3 separate regions of the Sus scrofa genome follow, and regions 1 and 2 are each linked to region 3. Evidence: chromatin contacts called from public Hi-C and promoter capture Hi-C data. All regions are on one chromosome and are shown on one strand. The core of a region is the stretch at or near the end of the contact, and the rest is flanking DNA. Distances in the headings are between cores, read along the strand shown.

Evidence for each region. Promoter capture Hi-C pulls out the DNA fragments that hold promoters and counts their contacts. A called contact is a pair of places that touch in the nucleus more often than the background predicts.
Region 1: a contact with region 3 is called in a Hi-C map of embryonic fibroblasts, with 3 times the contacts expected there. The contact joins the promoter of HIC1 here to the promoter of SMG6 in region 3. A contact is called at or near these places in 2 of 5 promoter capture datasets (fetal skeletal muscle and liver), 3 of 47 Hi-C or Micro-C datasets (embryonic fibroblasts, mesenteric adipose tissue and subcutaneous adipose tissue) and 2 of 2 datasets of contacts at active chromatin or transcription factors (alveolar macrophages and skeletal muscle).
Region 2: a contact with region 3 is called in a promoter capture Hi-C map of liver, with 3 times the contacts expected there. The contact joins the promoter of DPH1 here to the promoter of SMG6 in region 3. A contact is called at or near these places in 2 of 5 promoter capture datasets (fetal skeletal muscle and liver) and 2 of 2 datasets of contacts at active chromatin or transcription factors (alveolar macrophages and skeletal muscle).

The regions. Positions count from the first base shown.
Region 1 is chr12:48,166,537-48,170,410 of Sscrofa11.1, forward strand. It overlaps HIC1 (hypermethylated in cancer 1 protein), which reads left to right and starts at 1,325. Exons shown (of 2, transcript XM_005669112.3): 1 at 1,325-1,481; 2 at 2,935-3,874. The coding sequence starts at 2,955.
Region 2 is chr12:48,143,752-48,147,772 of Sscrofa11.1, forward strand. DPH1 (2-(3-amino-3-carboxypropyl)histidine synthase subunit 1) reads left to right here and starts at 2,613. Exons shown (of 13, transcript XM_021067606.1): 1 at 2,613-2,744. The coding sequence starts at 2,681. It overlaps RTN4RL1 (reticulon-4 receptor-like 1), which reads right to left and starts at 2,558. Exons shown (of 2, transcript XM_021067605.1): 1 at 2,097-2,558.
Region 3 is chr12:48,384,843-48,388,738 of Sscrofa11.1, forward strand. It overlaps SMG6 (telomerase-binding protein EST1A), which reads right to left and starts at 2,154. Exons shown (of 19, transcript XM_021067586.1): 1 at 1,831-2,154. The coding sequence starts at 1,918. SRR (serine racemase) reads left to right here and starts at 2,073. Exons shown (of 9, transcript XM_021067611.1): 1 at 2,073-2,223.

The DNA of each region.
Region 1 (3,874 bases), core at 75-2,574, 220 kb before region 3:
GCTCTTCAATGAATGACTCAGCCACTACCTCTGGCGGGGGCGTGGGGGCGGAGGGCAGCGCGGGGGTGCGGCGAGCGCCGTCCCCACCGCCCAGCGGTCCTGCACGGTTGCTAAGCTCTCCAAGGCCTCGGAGAGACGCGATCTGGGCGAACCTCATCGGTTACTATGGTAACTCTGCGCCCCATCTTCTCGTGCGCCGCGGCTGAGGGAGGCACAGCCAATCAAAAGCTGCAGGCTTTCTCGGAACCCACTCCCACCCTCCACGTGTGGGCGGGGGTCAGGAGGTGCGGGGAGGAGGCGGAGCGTGGGTTGAGGAGATCCACTCAGCCACGCAGGCGTTGGCTTCAGGCCTGGCGTGATGGCGGGGCGGCGCGGTACACTTCCGGAGTAGCTGTGCCACTGCCCGCTCACCAGTGCAGGGGTCCCCTCCCTCCTAGAAGGGGCGTCACCTGCAGGAAATGGGCCTTCACTTGGGGGTGCAGGACCCTGCGGGGGATCCTGGGCTCCAGGCCCTGCTGTAAGACCGTTGCGCGTACCTCAAAAATGGCTCGCACAGGGTATCTGGGAGCTTAGGTCTCTTCTGCGGGACCACCCAAGAGGCTCTGTCCAGCCGTTCCCCTGTCACACATCCTGGGGTCCCTCCAGAGATATGCAAGTTCAGCGTGCACTGTTTGGGTACCACTTCTGCCCAGGTCACAGAGGGCTCTACATGGCAGCCCCCTGAGTATGCCAGAAAGCCGGGACTTCGTAAGGGGGCAGGTGTGTATGCAAACATGAGCGCCTTCGAGTGTCAATGCCTAGAGAGGATCTGGGTGCAGATGGGTTTATTCTGTGCATACCATACCCACAGGGTTGAGTGAGGGAGGGTGTGTTGAGGGGGTGGGTGGGTACAAACGGACAGTCCCACCCAGGAATATCTAGGGGGTACCCTACTATCTTGTCTATCTTTTTCTTCCTTAGGATTTTCGGAACCTCTCTTACACCATCTACTTTCACCAGAGTCTCCTCCTTGTGGGCAAGACTTCTCTGAATTGGGGCAATTTGAGAATTTAGAAATATGTACATGGGATCATTCAGCTCAAAATCCCGAGGCTTGTGGGGCTCGCAGGTCCGAGGCTTGGGTCTCCAGATGGGCACATCTGGGAGGCTGAACCTGCGAACAGCCCCCCCCGCCCCCGCCTCCGCCAGCCCTGCATCTGCGATCCTCCAGCCCAGGTGCGCAGGAGGGAGGTCGCGGCTGTGCCGCGCCAAGTCTCGCCGCGAGGTGGCGCCATAGCTGCAGCGGCGCCTGCCGGCCCGGGCCGCTCCAGATAAGAGTGTGCGGAAAGAGCAGCGGGGCTGAGACGCGACCAGGACGCGGGGAGGACGGACCAGCAGGACAGACCGACCGGGGGCCCGGAGGGCGGAGGGCAGCGCAGCGCAGCCACGTCCCCCCTGGATCCGCCGGCAGCCGGGCCCGGGGCTTCCGACATGCCCCCCAGGTGGGTCCTCGGGCTGGGGACCGGGAGGGACAGGGGACCCGGACACGCCCGGTCCTCGCGCGCTGGCCGCCTCGGGCGCATCCTCCGGCGCGGGCGCCCCAACGCGGCTGGCGTTCAGGGCTCCGGGTGTCGCTCCTAGAGAACTCAGGACCGCCGGGACGCTACTCTGCGCCGGGTTCATGGCGGGGTCAGCGGCCCGGGCCCGGCTCTGCCCGCACATGGGTTGCAGAGGCGAGGGGAAGGGAAGGGGAGCTGGCGGGCGGGGCTGGCAGGGGCGCTGCCCTGGCACAGCGCGGCGCCTGGCAGCGGGGCGGGTGGGGCGCCGGCAAGGAGCTGCCACCGCCGCCGGGAGGGAAGCCCGGCTGGGCTGCGGCCTCAGGTAACGGGCCGCGAGGCCCTGCGGGCCAGGCGGGGAGAAGGGTCGGGCGGGCAGCGGACGGCCGGGGAGTTCTGGGCTCGGTTCAGGCCCGGCAGCGCCTGGCTCTGCCGAAATTGGGGGCCGAGAGGAAAAGCTGCGACCGAGGCACGGGGCCTGGCGCGCTCCTCCCGGCCAGCCCGAAGTTGGGAAACTTTTCCCCAAGTTTGGGGCGGCGGAGTTCCCGTGGAGAAGGGGCCGAGGGGAGCTGCGGAGGGAGGCGCCGGGCCGGCGAATGCAGAGAGGAGGCCGAGGCCAGGGCCGGGACGCGGGTGGGGCGCAGCCAGGGTCAGGGCCGCAGCCGGCTGTGCGCCGTGCCCGCCCGGGGCGCTGCCCCCTCCCTCCCCTGGGAGCTGCGTGGCTCCCCCCTCCCCCCACCTGCTTCCTGCCTCAGCCTCCTGCCCCGATATAACGCCCTCCCCGCGCCGGGCCGGCCTTCGTGCTCTGCCCGCCACGGCAGCCGCTGCCTCCGCTCCCCGCGCGCCGGCCGCCGCCCGGGGCCCAACGGAGAGGGCCTGACAGCCCCCGGCCAGGGCGGCGCCACGACGGGCACCGCGCTCCCCTCCTACGGACCACTTCCCCAACTGGGGCAACTTCTCCCGAGGCGGGAGGCGCTTTTTTACGCGGCTCCCTTATATCCCACTTGGGCAAACTTCTCGGCCTTGAATGACTTTTCCTGAAGCGGACATTTTCCTCAAATCGGGTAACTGTTTCCCAAAGGGTGACTTCGCACCAACAGCTTTCTCCTCAGAAGCCCCCAGAACCCAGGCCGTGCGCCTGGCGGCATCCGGGCCCGGGGGCGCAGGCCAGCCTGGCCTCTTCTCCACCAGCCAGTCTCGACTCCTTCTCCTGGTCCGGGCCGGCCGGCCCAGGCTCCCACTCCCAGAGGCCGCGGATCCTCCGCCAGCGCCCAGGCCGCGGTGCTCGATGCCCCTGCCCAGCTGAGGGGAAGGGGAAGTGGAGGGGAGAAGCGCCGGGCTGGGTGCAGGCGGCGAGGGCTGGCTGCGGCTCTGACCCGGCCGGTGTGTGTCCCTGCAGGAGATTGTGCTGGGCAGACGATGCTGGACACGATGGAGGCTCCCGGCCACTCGAGGCAGCTGCTGCTGCAGCTCAACAACCAGCGCACCAAGGGCTTCTTGTGCGACGTGATCATCGTGGTGCAGAACGCCCTCTTCCGCGCGCACAAGAATGTGCTGGCGGCCAGCAGCGCCTACCTCAAGTCCCTGGTGGTGCATGACAACCTGCTCAACCTGGATCATGACATGGTGAGCCCGGCCGTGTTCCGCCTGGTGCTGGACTTCATCTACACCGGCCGTCTGGCTGACGGCGCAGAGGCCGCGGCGGCGGCGGCGGTGGCTCCGGGGGCCGAGCCGAGCCTGGGCGCCGTGCTGGCCGCCGCCAGCTACCTGCAAATCCCCGACCTCGTGGCGCTGTGCAAGAAGCGCCTCAAGCGCCACGGCAAGTACTGCCACCTGCGGGGCGGCGGCGGCGGCGGCGGCGGCTACGCGCCCTACGGGAGGCCGGGCCGGGGCCTGCGGGCCGCCACGCCCGTCATCCAGACCTGCTACTCGTCCCCGGCCGGGCCTCCGCCGCCGCCCACCGCCGAGCCGCCGTCGGGCCCCGAGGCCGCGGTGAACACGCACTGCGCCGAGCTGTACGCCTCGGGCCCCGGCCCGGCCGCCGCGCTGTGCGCCCCCGAGCGCCGCTGCTCCCCGCTCTGTGGCCTGGACCTGTCCAAGAAAAGCCCGCCGGGCTCCGCGCCCCCCGAGCGGCCGCCGGGCGAGCGCGAACTGCCCCCGCGCCCAGACAGCCCTCCCAGCGCCGGCCCCGCAGCCTACAAGGAGCCGCCGCTCGCCCTTCCACCGCTGCCGCCGCTGCCCTTCCAGAAGCTGGAGGAGGCCGGACCGCCTCCGGACCCGTTCCGCGGCAGTGGCAGCCCGGGACCCGAGCCCCCCGGCCGCCCCGACGGGCCCAGCCT
Region 2 (4,021 bases), core at 1,363-3,862, 240 kb before region 3:
GTGAGGTCCCTACCTTTGTGGAGTTTAGAGTTAATAGGGACCAAGAGAGCTAAGTCCAGGTGAAATGGTGCTTGGAATAAAAAAAGCCAGGTATTGTTCTGGAACTGATATGAGGGAATCCAGGAATGCCAGGAAGAAAGAGTCATGTGACTCCTTCGAGAAAATTTTTTGGAGAAAAACTTGGCATGATAGGAAGGTCAAAAAAAAAAAAAAAAAAGGCCAATATCATTATCATTCATTCATTCCATCATCCATGCATTCAACCACACTGAGGCTTCGGCTTTGAGCTGACTACATAGGCTTGGACTTCCAGAACCTTATGATGCAGCAGAGAAAGAAAACCCCGCAAGCTATCTTCAAAAGTGATAGGAAGAGGTACACAGTATGGGAGGGGACTCTGCTAGCTGTGTAAAGGGATGAAAGACCACCCAGGAAGGCTTCACAGAAGAGGTGCCTTGAGGGCGGAGTTCGTGAGGCTGAAATGGGGAAAGGCCATTCCTGGCCAGAGAGAACGTTCAAGTGCTTGAGGGTGAAAAAGTAACCTTGTTCTGAAGATTAAGATTGGTCCATCTCGGGGTGAGAACAGAAGTGGAGGAGGCATTTTTTCAACCTCTACCAACTGCAGGGCTGGACTGAGCCACCCTTTCTGAGCTCTGCCAGGAAGACACTAGCTGAACTCGATGAGAGCTGCAGAGGCCCTCCACCAGTAAACCCATGCCAGGGAGGTTGAACACCTTGCCCAATGTCACACAGCAGATCAGTGCAAAGTGTGGGCCCGAATCAGGGTATGTTAATCCTCCTTCCACCTCCTCAAGCCGCCTCCCCATGACCCCCTGCCCCACAGTCTCCACTATCTTAGGCAAAGTTGGATGGGGCTGGGCGTGAGTGCGAGAAGCAGAGTTATTTCAGGCCTCAGGAGGGCTGGGTGCTGTTTTGGAGTCCAGCCAGGGGGTGGGGGTGACTGGAGGCGGGTGTTGTAGTGTAATGTGGGGGTGCACTGTGCTCGCCTTCTTGTCAGGCAGTAATTACTCAGACTGCTGAGTAACTCCGGCAGGGAGACCCCCACAGACAGATGGAGGTGTTCTTGGCAACCCCCATGTCCTGCACTGCAAGGTCTTGAGGGCACATGCTTATTTCCTAATGGGGGTCAGGGCAACTCATTCAGAACAGAGGCTGTGGGGCAATGTTATGAGGATGGGGGCCTTCTATCATTAACAGGCTCCACCTCTGCCTAGGGAAAGGCCCTAAGGGGTTCGGGGCCTGCTAAGGAGAAGCCGCTACTCTGCTGGAGCCAATCTTTCCCTCTTGGAACACACAGCTGCAGCCAGAGCGACAACTGTCCACAGGCTGGGCCTTAGGGTCCTGAATGGGGAGAGACTCGACTCAGATTGTTCCTGGAATTGAGATCCTGCACCCTGGTCCAGAGAACCTGGAGGAAATGGGAAAGTCCAGGCTGGACTCTTGTCAAGGTGACAGGGTGTTCCTTGGACCCATGTTGGCTACATTCCTGTCCAAAGCTGTGATTGTCCTAAGAGCATCAGTTGGTGGTCTGAGAGGCAGAGCACTGACCCCTTCTGGTCCTCCCCTTGGCTGCTCATTCCCAGCCTGCTCAGCCAGCCCTCCTCTCTGGGCAGCCTCCCAGGCAGGGCCTGTCCCTGGCTGCTTGTTTTTCACTTCTCCCTGCACCTTAATTAGGAGTTTCCAAGCAGGGAGGGCCTCCAGGGGAGCCTGAGGCCAGAGAGCTGCCTTAAAGGGCCAGATGTGCTCACACAGAGCAGAGAAAAAGATGGTGTGCCAGAGGGCTGGGTGGGCAAACAGCCCTGGGGGAACCTTGCTCTAGGGGGCAGACCTTGCTGCAAGCCAGTCCTGCAGGTACCCTGCTCCTCCAAAGGCCAAGTCTGTCTCGCTGGCTGTTCTGACTTCTCTTTGGGATCCCAGGAGCTCAGGCCCCTGATCAGGAGAAAGGCTACCAAGGCCTGAGAGGCAGCCTAGGCAGGGCAAACACTGGCCAGAATCTGGAAGGTTTAGGCAGTTGAGACCTTGGACTTCTGAACCCTCCCGGGAAAGCACCCTCAGGCCGGGGCGGGGGGTCTTACCCTGGTAGCAGTTTTTCACACGTGAACCTTTCACTCTGTGGGTTCTAAGGTGTAAGGAGCACCCCGGCGCTCCGGAAATCGGCACCAAGCTTCAACTTGGAACTGGCCCGGTGGCCGGTGAGTTCTGTCCTGTCCAGTCAGTGGGGTCCTCAGAGGCTGGGAATGCGCCCCTACCCACCGCCACCAGGGCCCATAACCGAGGAGACACGGAGGAGAGCTGAAGGAAGACCTGGTGGTATCCCCATTCACAAGACTCTGTCCGCAGAACTGGGCCAAAAAGTTGGCAAATAGAGGGGCACCATTCCGGGAGAGCCAGTTTCGGGCTGCCGGGAAGGAAGGGGAGGTGGGACAGAGTCGCCGAGAGCACGCAACAGCGGTGGTCGGGGACCACTAGGGGCTCCGGAGAGTCACGACCTTCGGAGCTGAGGCAGGGGCCCACTCTAGCCACGCCCCTATCTTTCTCCTTCACGGTCCCCGCCTCCCAAATCCCCGCCCGTCGCTGGCCGATCGGCGATCGATCGCGCTTGTCTGCGCTCTCAGCGTTCTTCTAGTGCTGTCTTTCTGGTCCCAACGTGGGCCAGGTGATGATGGCGGCGCTAGTTGCGGCCGAGGCCACAGAGCCCCGCGGCCGAAACGGCCCGGGCAGAGGTGGGTACTACACGGGTGCGGCCTCTGGACCTCGCATCTTGGCATAGGGTCCCCAAGTCAGGGACAGGACCAGCCCCCTTTAACGGCAGCGGCGCCTTTCTGCGCCAGACTCAGAAGGCCTCGCGGTCACTTCCTTCGGGCTGCTGTCGCTGGAGCCCAGGGGGACCGGCCCTTCTTTTGTAGCCGTAAGGCATGGTCAGGAGCAGCCCCTCCTAGGAGCTCGTAGTCCTCAAGCCGTAAACGCTGCCTCCCTGCCTTGGCGGGCAGACAGACGCTTGTAGACTCACGGATAGGACGGACCTGACAGGGAGGGAGGGAGCCAGGCATTCCCCTAGCGTGCCCTCGGAGAATGCTTCAGGGAAGAGGCGCAAGGTTTCATTCACCCGACCCTTGCAGCTGGCCTGTGCTAGGTGTATGGACTTGACTGCAGCCCTACCCTCAGGGATCTCTCGCAGTCTACGGAAGAATACTAACGTAAGCAGAAGGTTACAGCCAAGTGATAAAGGAGGAGGCGCCTACTGGCCCTTGGGACGAATTGAGCTGCTAGAATTAGCAGCTCCCACACCCCAGCAACACAAGGGACTTGAGCCTGTCAGAGGAGCTTCTGTGAGGGGCAGGAGTAGAGACACCGGCCCTTTGAGACAACTGAACAAAAATCATAGCAGTGGTAACCTTTAAATCTGGACTTAGAGTTCTAGCCTGCCATTCTAGTTCTCCACTGAACCATCACTACCACCACCCTTGCACCCACCCACCCCAGCCCCGGGCTGAAGTGTCAGGTCTGGCAGAATCCCTGGCAGAAGTTTAGGCATATAGTGCAGGCTCAATAAATAATTCGCTGAGGAGTTCCGTCGTGGTGCAGTGGTTAACGAATCCGACTAGGAACCATGAGGTTGCGGGTTCGAGCCCTGCCCTTGTTCAGTGGGTTAAGGATCCGGCGTTGCCGTGAGCTGTGGTGTAGTTCGAAGACAGGGCTTGGAGCCCGCGTTGCTGTGGCTGTGGCGTAGGACGGCGGCTGTAGTTCCGATTAGACCTCTAGCCTGGGAACCTCTATATGCCGCGGTTGCGGCCCTAGAAAAGGCAAAAAGACAAAATAAATAAATAAATAATAATAATAATAATAATAATTCGCTGAATAAATTCATTTCTCGCCTTGTCACATTCTAGAGCTGTCTGGTGCCTAAAGAGAGAACTGGGGATTGGGCTAAACTGAATTATGGGTAGTAGGATGCTGATTGAGGGCTGCAGCCTTGCTAAAGGTCTACAGTGTTTTTTTC
Region 3 (3,896 bases), core at 904-3,403:
CTCTTGTGTTACTCAAATCATATTCAGATACACAAGACCCCAAACTCCCTCATCACTATCAGAATAGAAGATCTCTAAGCAGTTTGCATTGGACTGTTCTCTGCTATAGAGCCCTTTGCTCCATCTTGGTCTTTTCTTTTTCTGCCTCTAACATTTTTCCAGGATGGCTGAGTCCTTCTAACATATTAATGGGGTGGGGATGCATATAACAATCCACAGCTCTGGACATCTCTGGAGAAAAAAATCTGAAACTCCAGTCACTGAACTTGGCCAGGACAATCCTCTTCTTTAGGATTTCTAATACCCACTCCCATACCTCCTGTAGAAACAAACAGGAAGCAGTTCTTTTCACATTCTTCAACTCCACTCATGCTCACCAACTCTCTAACTACAGCCAGCAAGGTCATTCCAAGAAAACACTGTTCAGACTATCATCATTAGAATACTGAGATTAACTGCTACTATGATGATGGAATATGAGAAGGAAAAAAATTCCATAAGGGAGTTTTCCCTGGAGAATGATGGAAGTATTGTGACATGCTCTCAAAATACCAAGGACTGGGGGCATTCAAGAATAAGAGTACAGGACTTTAGACACCACTCTCCAGGCTCCAGGAACTTACAGAATGCCAGATAAGCAAGTATCTACTTTTTGTATCTGTTACCTTTCTCTGTTGAGGGGACAGTCTACAAGAAATAGCCACTAAACTGTTGGGTGGGGAACTTAACCGGAATTAGCGAGATTACAGCGGACTCAAAATGGAATGTTATAGAAAAACCTAGTATTGTTCTATAAACACCAGTGCAAACAAGTTCATAAAGGGATCACATGCTCCAGCATTTACGCCCATGAGGGTAACACATCTGGAACAGAAAAAAAATCCAAAACTCTGAAATTTAAGATACTGCTTCAGTATTTGCATAAGTTCAAAGGACTGCTTCATCCAGTATGAATAATAAAGGTAAAGCAGTCTAAGTCCAGAATAGCTCATGCTCAGCAGCCTTAGTAATAACTTAAGGGAAGGGGGAGACTGGGGAGAAGAGCCACTACGTCTTTCCAGAGCTGAGGGAGAAAACAACCTGAATAATCCAATTCAGATGACCAATGAAAACCAATTTCACAGACTTCTGCCACAAGCCGGCAGAAGCATATCTACCAGGCTACTAACTCCACTACCGAACCAAGGAGAGATGAGACACTAATATCTTCCTTGGAGCTTTCGTGGTGTTGATGCAGACGTCTAACTTGCACGCTGAACATTCTCTTTGCCCCCACACATGCCAAGGCCACACCAGCGTAGAGTCAGCTCTCTGAGGTGCTGGACCCCTCCCGTGCCGCAGCCTTCAGACGCCTGCCTTGAGGGGAAAAAGTTCAGCAAGGAAGTCCCAAGCTGTTAAACCTTTCTCCTCGACGTCGCCAGCTCCTTCTCTCCAACGCTAAAGGGCAGGCCTGGGGAAGATTCCTCGGGGAACCATAGTCCCCCGAGGGCCGCCACCAGACCCCGGCCCCACTCCTTTCCGCGTCCCCTGACGGCTGCGAATCCGCGGGCTGCTGTGAGAGGGCTGGGGCAACGGAGAACAGTCACCTTCGCCGAGAGAAAGGGGCGGAGGCAGAAATTCGGGCTGGGCTCTCCCGGAGGGGCCGAAGCTGGCAGAGCCCGACCCCACACCGGCTCTCCGGCAGGTAGAGCGGGGAGGGACCGCCCTCGGCCCCCGCCCCCACTGTTGGGGGAAGGGGCGGGGGCTCCGGAGCACCGCGAACTGAGCGGGGAGGAGGAGAGGGAGGCGGGGCGGGCAGGCCCGGCCCAGGAGCTGGGCGGTGCGACTCACCTCTGCTCCCGGCCTGCGGAGCCAGAGTAGCCAGGATCCCTCGCAGCTCCGACGCGGAGATCCGGACACGCTCCAACCCCTCCGCCATCTTCGCGGGGGCTGCTACAGCTGCAGCTACTCCACCAGCGCCGCGCGCAGCCAGGAAACCACGACGGACGGGCGGCGCGCGCGCTCACCCACCTCCCACCCTTTTCCCCGCCCCCTCCCGCTCTCCTCCCCAAACGACGGTGGCCGCACAGGGAGGAAAAAGCGGCGGTCGCACGTTCGGTCGCTCCAGCGGGGGAGAGCCAGGCGGCGAGCCGGGGCTGGGCAGGCAGGCGCCGCGCGTGCGCAGAGGTGTGGCCGGGGAAGGTGCGCTGAGGCGATTTGGAGGCGCAGCGCCCGGGAGTTGAGGTGAGGTCGGGCTGAGCCGAGCCAGGCGAGGTGAGGCGGGCGTTCGCGGCGATGGTTGCTTTTGCTGCCGTGGTGGCTTTCGAGGATGCGGGTGCTGGTCTGGGGCTCGGGTTGACGGAGTCACTCCTTTCTGCCTTTTCCAGGCGCCTTAGGCCAGGGTCTCCCTCCGCAGGCCCTGACTAGTGCCCCAGGCTTTTACGTGGGGACCTTGAAGATCTCATAGGGCAGTTAGTATTATGTCCATTTTATTAATAAAGACGAGGAAACCGAATCGCAGAGAACGGTGGCAAATTGCCCAGGATGACACAATCGATAACCACCAGAGGTTCAGTCTTTTCCGTTATGGAAGTCTGCATTCCAAGCTTCCTGATTTTTTTTTTTTTTAATACAGTATAGCTGGCTCTTGCTGAGGGAAGGGTTGTGTGGAAATAAATCAGGAGGTGTTATGAGTCGATTTAGAAATTTCTATATCACTATGGGTTCTTGAAAATTCTCCTTGACTTTCCCAGATCTCAGATTGATTTTTTTCCCCCTCTTTAAAATGTAACCGGATGTGAAGACTTATACTTTACCTGTTTGTTCATGAGCTCCTGTTCAGAACTGTGGTGAAACTCTCTTCTCCTGCAAGGTGTTTCTGTACCTCTTGTTCCTTCCCTATCCCACACAGTCCCCTCTACACTAGCAAAGAAGTTACCAGTTATTCCTTAGACTTGGCCTAAAAGATTTAAACAATCTCTGACAACTCATTCAGTTCCTAAGCCGTGGCAGATGCTTCACCTCCACAAAATTACACAGTTGGAGAAAGTCATTAGATTTCAAAAGAAGGGAGTGACTTGAATGGTCAGAGCAAATGACAATCATTAAAACAGATACAAGAGAAATGAGAAAAAAATGCTCAAACCTAATTCGTTTTCATGGTGAAATTGGAAAAGACATTGCATCAGTTTTTCTCTAAAGAAGGAAAAATAATCTGAACAAAACTTTCATAGGAAAAACACACTTGCCAGATTAATGCAGTAGTGTCAGTGAACTGCAAATGGAATTTCCCAGAAGTTAGGCCAACTCAAGAAAATTTACCAGAGGCGTTCCCGTCATGGCTCAGTGGTTAACGAACCTGACTAGTATCCATGAGGACATAGGTTCCATCCCTGGCCTTGCTCAGTGGGTTAAGGATCTGGCATTGCCATGAGCTGTGGTGTAGGTTGTAAACGTGGTTCAGATCCTGCGTGGCCCTCAAAAGACAAAAGACAAAAAAAAAAAAAAAGGCTATGAGAGATAAAGATAGGAGATAGGAAGAATGGATCCAGAAAACTAAATCAAATATGAGTTCCGGAGGTGATAACAGAACTAAGGAGGTAAAATAATCAAAGAAATAATAGAATGGAGTTCCCTTGTGGTGCAGCAGATTAAGGACCCATGTTGTCACTGCAATGGCTTGGGTCACTGCTGTGGCATGGGTTCAGTCCCTGGCCTGGGAACTTTCACATGCCATGGGCATGGCCAAAAAAACAAAGGAAATAATACATAAAGGAGGTCCCGTTGTAGCTCAGTGGAAACAAATCTGACTAGTATCCATGAGAATGCAGGTTCGATCCCTGGCCTTGCTCAGTGGGTTAAGGATCCGGTGTTGCCATGAGCTGTGGTGTATGTCGCAGACGCGGTTCCAGTCCTGC